Linked DNA regions of Macaca mulatta: regions 1 and 3 are each linked to region 2. A link is a contact called in public Hi-C data. All regions are on one chromosome and are shown on one strand. The core of a region is the stretch at or near the end of the contact, and the rest is flanking DNA. Distances in the headings are between cores, read along the strand shown. Region 1 holds the start of H2AC7 (H2A clustered histone 7). Region 2 holds the start of H2BC10 (H2B clustered histone 10). Region 3 holds the start of H1-4 (H1.4 linker histone, cluster member).

The links. A called contact is a pair of places that touch in the nucleus more often than the background predicts.
Region 1: a contact with region 2 is called in a Hi-C map of CD4 T cells, with 4 times the contacts expected there. The contact joins the promoter of H2AC7 here to the promoter of H2BC10 in region 2. A contact is called at or near these places in 2 of 14 Hi-C or Micro-C datasets (CD4 T cells and fetal cortex germinal zone).
Region 3: a contact with region 2 is called in a Hi-C map of liver, with 4 times the contacts expected there. The contact joins the promoter of H1-4 here to the promoter of H2BC10 in region 2. A contact is called at or near these places in 2 of 14 Hi-C or Micro-C datasets (blood and liver).

Annotation. Positions count from the first base shown.
Region 1 is chr4:156,909,585-156,912,284 of T2T-MMU8v2.0, reverse strand. It overlaps H2AC7 (H2A clustered histone 7), which reads right to left and starts at 1,337. Exons shown (of 1, transcript NM_001193793.1): 1 at 945-1,337. The coding sequence starts at 1,337. The coding sequence ends at 945. It overlaps H2BC7 (H2B clustered histone 7), which reads left to right and starts at 1,614. Exons shown (of 2, transcript XM_078000871.1): 1 at 1,614-2,030. The coding sequence starts at 1,654.
Region 2 is chr4:156,841,321-156,844,020 of T2T-MMU8v2.0, reverse strand. It overlaps H2BC10 (H2B clustered histone 10), which reads left to right and starts at 1,317. Exons shown (of 1, transcript XM_078000863.1): 1 at 1,317-2,700. The coding sequence starts at 1,362. The coding sequence ends at 1,742. It overlaps LOC144340549 (histone H3.1), which reads right to left and starts at 1,086. Exons shown (of 2, transcript XM_078000862.1): 1 at 539-1,086; 2 at 1-261. It also overlaps H2AC10.
Region 3 is chr4:156,954,051-156,956,750 of T2T-MMU8v2.0, reverse strand. It overlaps H1-4 (H1.4 linker histone, cluster member), which reads left to right and starts at 1,392. Exons shown (of 2, transcript XM_078000870.1): 1 at 1,392-2,700. The coding sequence starts at 1,455. The coding sequence ends at 2,114.

The DNA.
Region 1 (2,700 bases), core at 88-2,587, 68 kb before region 2:
TATGTAAATGTAAACACTGACGAACATTAACCTCTTCTCTGTATTTCTCACGCCTTTTAACAGCTTTGCAATCGTAAGGGGCTGCTGCATTGATCGATTTAAATTACCTGTCACATATACTCTCTCTGCATTTTAATTACTTTGCCTTTTTTTTTTTTTTTTTTTTGAGACGGAGTCTTGCTGTGTCGCCCAGGCTGGAGTGCAGTGGCCGGATCTCAGCTCATTGCAAGCTCCGCCTCCCGGGTTTTTACGCCATTCTCCTGCCTCAGCCTCCCGAGTAGCTGGGACTACAGGCGCCCACCACCTCACCCGGCTAGTTTTTTGTATTTTTTAGTAGAGACGGGGTTTCACCGTGTTAGCCAGGATGGTCTCGAACTCCTGACGTCGTGATCCGCCCGTCTCGGCCTCCCAAAGTGCTGGGATTACAGGCTTGAGCCACCGCGCCCGGCCAAGACAGAGTATCTCTCTGTCGCCCAAACTGGAGTGCAGTGACCCGATCTCGGCTCACTGCAACCTCAGCCTCAGTTCAAGCTTTTCTCCTGCTTCAACCTCCTTAGTAGCTAACATTACAGGCGCGCGCCACCACGCCCGGCTAATTTTTGTATTTTTAGTAGAGATGGGGTTTCACCATGTTGGTCAGGCTGGTCTGGAACTCCTGATTTTGTGATCCGCCAGCCTCGGCCTTACAAAGTCCTGGGATTACAGGCGTGAGCCACCGCGCCCCGCCGATTTGCTTAACTATTTTTATGGCGACTTTAAAATGGAAGGTTAGTTTCACGTTACACAGTGTAAGGACACCAACTTATAAGTAGAAGAATTACTAAAGAAAACTGCAAAATGACATGGAAAAAAATATGAGCCCTTTTAATGAGTACATGGGTGGCTCTGAAAAGAGCCTTTGGTTAAGATTGCCTCCGTAAAAAGTCAATATACAAATTTTCGTTTTACTTGCCCTTGGCCTTGTGGTGGCTCTCAGTCTTCTTGGGGAGCAATACAGCCTGGATGTTGGGCAGGACACCGCCCTGAGCAATTGTGACTTTACCCAGCAGCTTGTTTAGCTCCTCGTCGTTGCGGATAGCCAGCTGCAGGTGTCGGGGGATAATGCGAGTCTTCTTGTTGTCGCGGGCCGCATTGCCCGCCAGCTCCAAGATCTCGGCAGTCAGGTACTCCAGCACCGCCGCCAGATACACCGGCGCGCCGGCCCCAACTCGCTCGGAGTAGTTGCCCTTGCGGAGCAAGCGGTGCACTCGGCCCACAGGGAACTGGAGCCCGGCCCGAGAAGATCGGGTCTTAGCCTTGGCTCGAGCCTTTCCGCCTTGCTTGCCGCGTCCGGACATTTTGATATCTTAAAATAGATGTTGAGCAACGCAGTGAAAAATGTAAAACTGAATTTTGTTAGCAAGTGAGAAACTATTATACTTGGAGGCCGAATGGTAAATAACGCTATTTGATTGGCTAGAACAACCTACCAATTACAAAGAATCGCGAGAATCACCTAATTTGCATACGACAGGGCACACAGAGACAATTTATCCAATCAATATGTAAGGTTTCAAACGCCAGTTTAGGACACCAGCTCTAGAGATATTACGAGCTGCAGAGTGAGGATACTTGTCATTTTTCTTTAGGTTGTGGGCGAGGTGTTTCTTTAAGATGCCTGAACCTGCTAAGTCTGCTCCTGCCCCAAAGAAGGGCTCCAAAAAGGCGGTGACCAAGGCGCAGAAGAAGGATGGCAAGAAGCGCAAGCGTAGTCGCAAGGAGAGTTATTCCGTTTACGTGTACAAGGTGCTAAAGCAGGTCCACCCTGACACTGGCATCTCATCGAAAGCCATGGGTATCATGAACTCCTTCGTCAACGATATCTTCGAGCGCATTGCTGGGGAGGCTTCCCGCCTGGCGCATTACAACAAGCGCTCCACCATCACCTCCAGGGAGATCCAGACTGCCGTGCGCCTGCTGCTGCCCGGGGAACTGGCCAAGCATGCCGTGTCCGAGGGCACCAAGGCTGTCACCAAGTACACCAGCTCTAAGTAATTCTAACGTCTTCATACCCAATCCCAAAGGCTCTTTTAAGAGCCACCCACTTTTTCAGCTATAGAGTTGTAATTACCTGCATATTTTCTGTGTTTACCAACAGATTTGGTTTTATCTTGATTTGAAGGGTTTGCTGCTGTGTAGGTCTAGAGCACAGTTCTTTTGACTGCTTTAAGGCAAAATGCTGTACTTAATCTTAAGTTAGTGGTAGCGTATTTATTTTACCCAAAGTGCTGGTTACAAGGCTAGCCCATTGTGCTGATGTGCACATTTTTCTTATGTTGTGCTGTGATGTGTCCCTTGTCAAACTGGTTACATAAGCAAAGAACTTTTGAAATTAAGTAATATTTCCTTTGCTACTGACAGTGTGGGGAAAAAGAATGTCTTCCTTAATTCCGGTTTAGTCATAACAGCATTGGCAAGTTTGCCTGGTTAAAATAATATAATCAAAATCTTCAAAATATAAGGAAAGCAAGACAAGCCATGTGCATGAAAACTGAAAAATGTGAACACCGGTGCCTGGATGCAGCACTAATAATCAAAATTGTTCTTTGTTTAAAGAAAAGTTTGGCTACTGGCAAAATAACATTTGTGAGTAATAACTGGAAGTCCAGGAGAGAAACACCCTTAACCCTAAAATATTTTGTTGTCACTTCCTCAAAGTTG
Region 2 (2,700 bases), core at 68-2,567:
TGCGATCCAAGAGCGTTAATTTCCTAAAATTCTAATTCTGCGCTTTTCAAGCTGTAGTCCGTAAACGACTACTTTAAGACTTTGGAAGACGCTAATTCTCATTCAGTAGATGTGTTGTGGGGCCAGATTCGGAGGACCACGTTTTGAGAAGTTTATCTGTGGTTTTCCGGAGTAACTTGAACTGCCGCTAGCTAGAAACTTTTGACCACAAGGCAGGATTCCTGGGTGGTGTACCTGGGAAATCACAAGCCAAGAAGTCACCTACATAAAACAGTGAGCAACAAATGTTAACTGAATTGTATTTTGTCCCAAATGGTGTTTTGCTTCGGTTGAGAATTTTTAAAGGACAGACTAACTAGGTTTTCCAACGACTCTCATTTACTTTTCATTGGGTCCTATTGATATTCCAGGCTACCATCCCCACTAGCCTCTTCTGCAGGGTAACTTGAACACTGGAGTGGCCCTGTCCATGTAAACTTTACACAGTTTTGCAAACATTATTGAACTTGCTTCTTCCCGAATACATTAAAGCACTTACTTGCGATATTAGACATTTTCTCATTAGTCCTGTTCGCCTAGTCAGTCACTTGTATAGACAGGGCCACAGTACGGCCTGAATATTGGGCAGGACACCGCCCTGCGCGATAGTAACTTTGCCCAGCAGCTTGTTGAGCTTCTCGCGGTGGATGGCCAGCTGCAGGCGTCGGGGAATGACGCAGGTCTTCTGTCGCGGGCCGCGTTGCCCGCCAACTCCAGGATCTTGGCGGTCAGGTACTCCAGCACCGCCGCCAGGTACACGGGCGCGCTGGCCCCCACCCGCTCGCCGTAGTTGCCCTTGCGGAGCAGGCGGTGCCCTCGGCCCACAGAAAACTGGAGACCAGCCCTGGAAGAGTGTGTTTGAGCCTTGGCGCCAGCTTTGCTGCCCTGCTTTCCACATCCAGACGCAGTGAAGTATTTAAATAATTGTTTAGAAGAAGGAAAGTGACTGGTTCTAGTAAAACGCAACCAGCTAAACTACTATAATCTATATTCGGTAAAGTGGCCTGTGCTATCTCCTGAACAAAGATTTCAGCCAATCGAAAAGCAGATGTTTAAAAAAAGTTAAAAAAAAAAAAAAAAAAAAAACTTCTGACTTACATAATTATAGTTGAAAGGTCAAATTATGAGGTTGAGCTTCTGGGAGAGCCAATGAGATTTAGGAATTTAGAAATGGCCTATCGTATGTTCAGACATTAAAAGAACCAATCAGAAACCGAAACTCAGCAAGCCTCATTTGCATATACACGGAATAAATAACGAGGGCGTTTGGGCTCGCCAGCATTTCCCTGTGGTCGTTTGACGGTGTCACTTCGGCTGCGAACATGCCAGAACCAGCTAAGTCAGCCCCTGCCCCGAAGAAGGGCTCGAAGAAGGCGGTGACCAAGGCACAGAAGAAGGACGGCAAGAAGCGCAAGCGCAGCCGTAAGGAGAGCTATTCCGTGTACGTGTACAAGGTGCTGAAGCAGGTCCACCCCGACACCGGCATCTCGTCCAAGGCTATGGGTATCATGAACTCCTTCGTCAACGACATTTTTGAGCGTATCGCAGGCGAGGCTTCCCGCCTGGCGCATTACAACAAGCGCTCGACTATCACTTCCAGGGAGATACAAACGGCCGTGCGCCTGCTGCTCCCCGGGGAGCTGGCCAAACACGCGGTGTCGGAGGGCACCAAGGCTGTCACCAAGTACACCAGCTCCAAATAAATAGTTACCTGAGTAAAAGCGCCAACGACCCAAAGGCTCTTTTAAGAGCCACCCATGTTGTCGTTTAAAGATCTGTAATTTTCCAGAGTTGGCAAGGTAAAATGGCTAAGCAACACATGGGATAGTAAGGGTTTACTAAAACGTCCAAGTTCGGCCGCGCGCAGTGGCTCACGCCTGTAATCCCAGCACTTTTGGAGGCCGAGGAGGGCGGATCACATGAGGTCAGGAGTTCGAGACCAGCCTAGCCAACATGGTGAAACCCCGTTTCTACTAAAATATACAAAAATTAGCCGGGAATGGTGGCAGACTTAATCCCAGCTACTTGGGAGGCAGTCAGAAGAATCGTTTGAGCCCGGGAGGCGGAGGTTGCAGTGAGCCGAGATCGAGCCGTTGTACTCAAACCTGGGGTATAAGAGCGAGACTGCCCTCAAAAAGTCCAGGTTCGTTGTTTTTTCCCCTATAGATTGTAAGCGTCACCAAGGAGTAAGTGCGTATGCAGCTTAATATGAGACATTTCACTCAGCAGCTAAGGAAAAATCGTGTTCTAGGTTGATCCCCACTTTTCTTCCCGCACACCACCACCTTAAAGCTATGTTTTCGCTTTTAGTTTCACTTTAACATCCTATTGCCCTTGACTTGGAGTAGCCGGGTGGAAATCAAGTTTGGGGTAGTATTAAATCTAAAATAAGCTCTGAGAAAGCGAAATTCGTCTTGTAGTTCGTTGTTAACTTGTAAATGATTGGAGCGGCATTTGACGGAGGAAATCACCTCTGTTGGTTGCATTTCTAAACCATGGCAGATCGCTACCAGACGTTCTCATTATCCCCCTTCCAACTCTACTAATTTCTTTACAAATTTTACTGAGTTTATAATTAATGGATTACTTCACGTAGCTATATATATTACCTCTTGGCAAGATCAGGAACTCTACCATCTTCCTAGCTGAACATATTGAGGT
Region 3 (2,700 bases), core at 143-2,642, 110 kb before region 2:
TAAGTGGCTTGTAGTTCCACCCATACTGTTCCAGCCATACCGTTATTCAGAAATAATTCTTTTAGTTGGGCTTTCATTGCCAACCTACATACACTCTTCTTGGTTGGGCAACTACCTAAAGAGATTTACTCAGACATTGTTCAAAGGATGTTTTCAGAGGGCAATGATTTATAATAGCTTAGATAGACTCTCAAAGCTCTGCTTCTGAGATCGAAATTTGAACTTGTCATTTAATCACTACATGTCACTTATTTTTCTTTCTATTGCGCTCTGCGAAGCGTTGGGATACAGTCTTCAGGGGGATTGAAACCATACATGGTGAGTGGACTAGTCATTCCTCAACTATTCAGTAATAATAGCGGCTGGGCTTCTCTAATAATGGGAGTACATATGTTTCAATATACAGTTCTTATTTATTTTCCCTTATTATCAATGTTTGAATTCCAGCTCTAAGCTACTTTATTGCAATTTGGTTCTGAAGCATATGCCAAAAGCACTCAGCAAGGCTGCAGACAAATGCTTTAAAGAAAAGTGCACCTCCACTTCCAGTGACTTTATGAACATCACATTCGAAAATTAATCTTTTTTCAACTCTGTACCCTGAGTATATTTTGGACTTCCCTTCGTTCCCAAATACCCTGAATTCAAGGTATCTCAATCCATGGAGCAGTTGTCCAGAGAAGAGAGAAGCAACAGCCCCGCCCCCAACCCTTGGGAGCAGAAAGGGAAAGAATTATCCAAAGGAATTGTTTTAAAACTCAGATATAGCGGACAGATGTAAAACCACGGCTGCATAGATTGATGTCCCAGGGGTCCAAAACTTAATGTCAAATGAGGAATAATTTGTTTAGCATTAAACTAAACCAGTTTGATGAACTCAAATGCCCTCGGCTCAATAGGCAGGACTCTCCGAGGAGCCTGTGTTACTTCCCTCACTTAAGTGCAGATTTGTAATAAAAATCTTAATGCCAGTGGCATGCTTTTTGGATATATCAGAAGCTAACCACTTGGAGAATCATATTTGAGAGGTCAGAAAACTCCACAGTTAAAGATCGGTTTATAATTTACGAAGAAAATAGAAAGTTTTGTTTCTCTGAGTTGAAATTTGCCAAGCACGGCGGGAAATATTGCAAGTTTTTGGCACAAGGCTTTGTGCTTTCCTCATAATTTGAGATCTGCGTGAAGCCTGAGGGTTCGGGGATCATTATCTGAGAAAAACCGGGTAGTTCGGTGCAGACAATTTTTATATTTTTGGCTTTTTTTGAGGTGTAACAAACACAACTCGGGATCCGAGAGGACACTCTGCGGCTGCCAGCGAGGCGGGCTGGACAGCGCACCAATCACGGCGCAGCTCCGCCCTATATAAACGGGCGGGCGCAGCGCCGCGGCCCGAGTCCCGGCCAGTGCCTCTGCTTCCGGCTCGAATTGCTCTCTCTCTCACGCCTGCCTTCAACATGTCCGAGACTGCGCCTGCCGCGCCCGCTGCTCCGGCCCCAGCCGAGAAAACACCCGTGAAGAAGAAGGCTCGCAAGTCCGCAGGTGCGGCTAAGCGCAAAGCGTCTGGGCCCCCCGTGTCCGAGCTCATTACTAAGGCTGTTGCCGCCTCCAAGGAGCGCAGCGGTGTATCTTTGGCCGCTCTCAAGAAAGCGCTGGCAGCCGCTGGCTATGACGTGGAGAAGAACAACAGCCGCATCAAGCTGGGTCTCAAGAGCCTGGTGAGCAAGGGCACTCTGGTGCAGACCAAGGGCACCGGCGCATCGGGTTCTTTCAAACTCAACAAGAAGGCGGCCTCCGGGGAAGCCAAGCCTAAAGCTAAAAAGGCAGGCGCGGCCAAAGCCAAGAAGCCTACAGGAGCGGCGAAGAAGCCCAAGAAGGCGACGGGGGCAGCCACCCCTAAGAAGAGCGCCAAGAAGACCCCAAAGAAGGCGAAGAAGCCGGCTGCGGCTGCTGGAGCCAAAAAAGCGAAAAGCCCGAAAAAGGCTAAAGCAGCCAAGCCAAAAAAAGCGCCCAAGAGCCCAGCGAAGGCCAAAGCAGTGAAACCCAAGGCGGCTAAACCAAAGACCGCCAAGCCCAAGGCAGCCAAGCCAAAGAAGGCGGCAGCCAAGAAAAAGTAGGAAGTTCCTTTGGCCAACTGCTTAGAAGCTCAACACAACCCAAAGGCTCTTTTCAGAGCCACCCACCGCTTTCAGTAAAAGAGCTGTTACACTATCAGGGGGTGTGGCCGGGAAAACGCCGCTATTGAGGGGCGGGTCTCCCGGGAACAAAGTCGGGAGAGAGGAGCCGTTTTTGGCCAGGGGGTCATTTCGCGTTCCGTCGGCCAAGCAGGAGTGCAGCCGCGTCATTGAGCTTTTATTGCGTTTTCGAATACTGGAGTTAAAACCCATTTCGACCTCCGTAGTACTTAACACTTAGCGAGATCTGGCCTGCAAATAGCATGGGAAAAAAAGTCGGGATTTTCGCGGGCTTCTAGGCTGGGACGTATGAGTTCCGAATAGAGAACACTCAATTTCCGTGCTGGCTCCCTACAGACTATGGCAAGCAATGAAGGAGTGCAGAGGAGTACGTCTCGACACAGGTGGCATAGTACACTATTTCAACCACTGCCACAACTAAAAATTAGAAATTGACACTGCAGAAAATACTTGGTCCTTAAATGTAGCATTTGCATAGATGACTTCCCAAACGCAAAACTGCCAGACT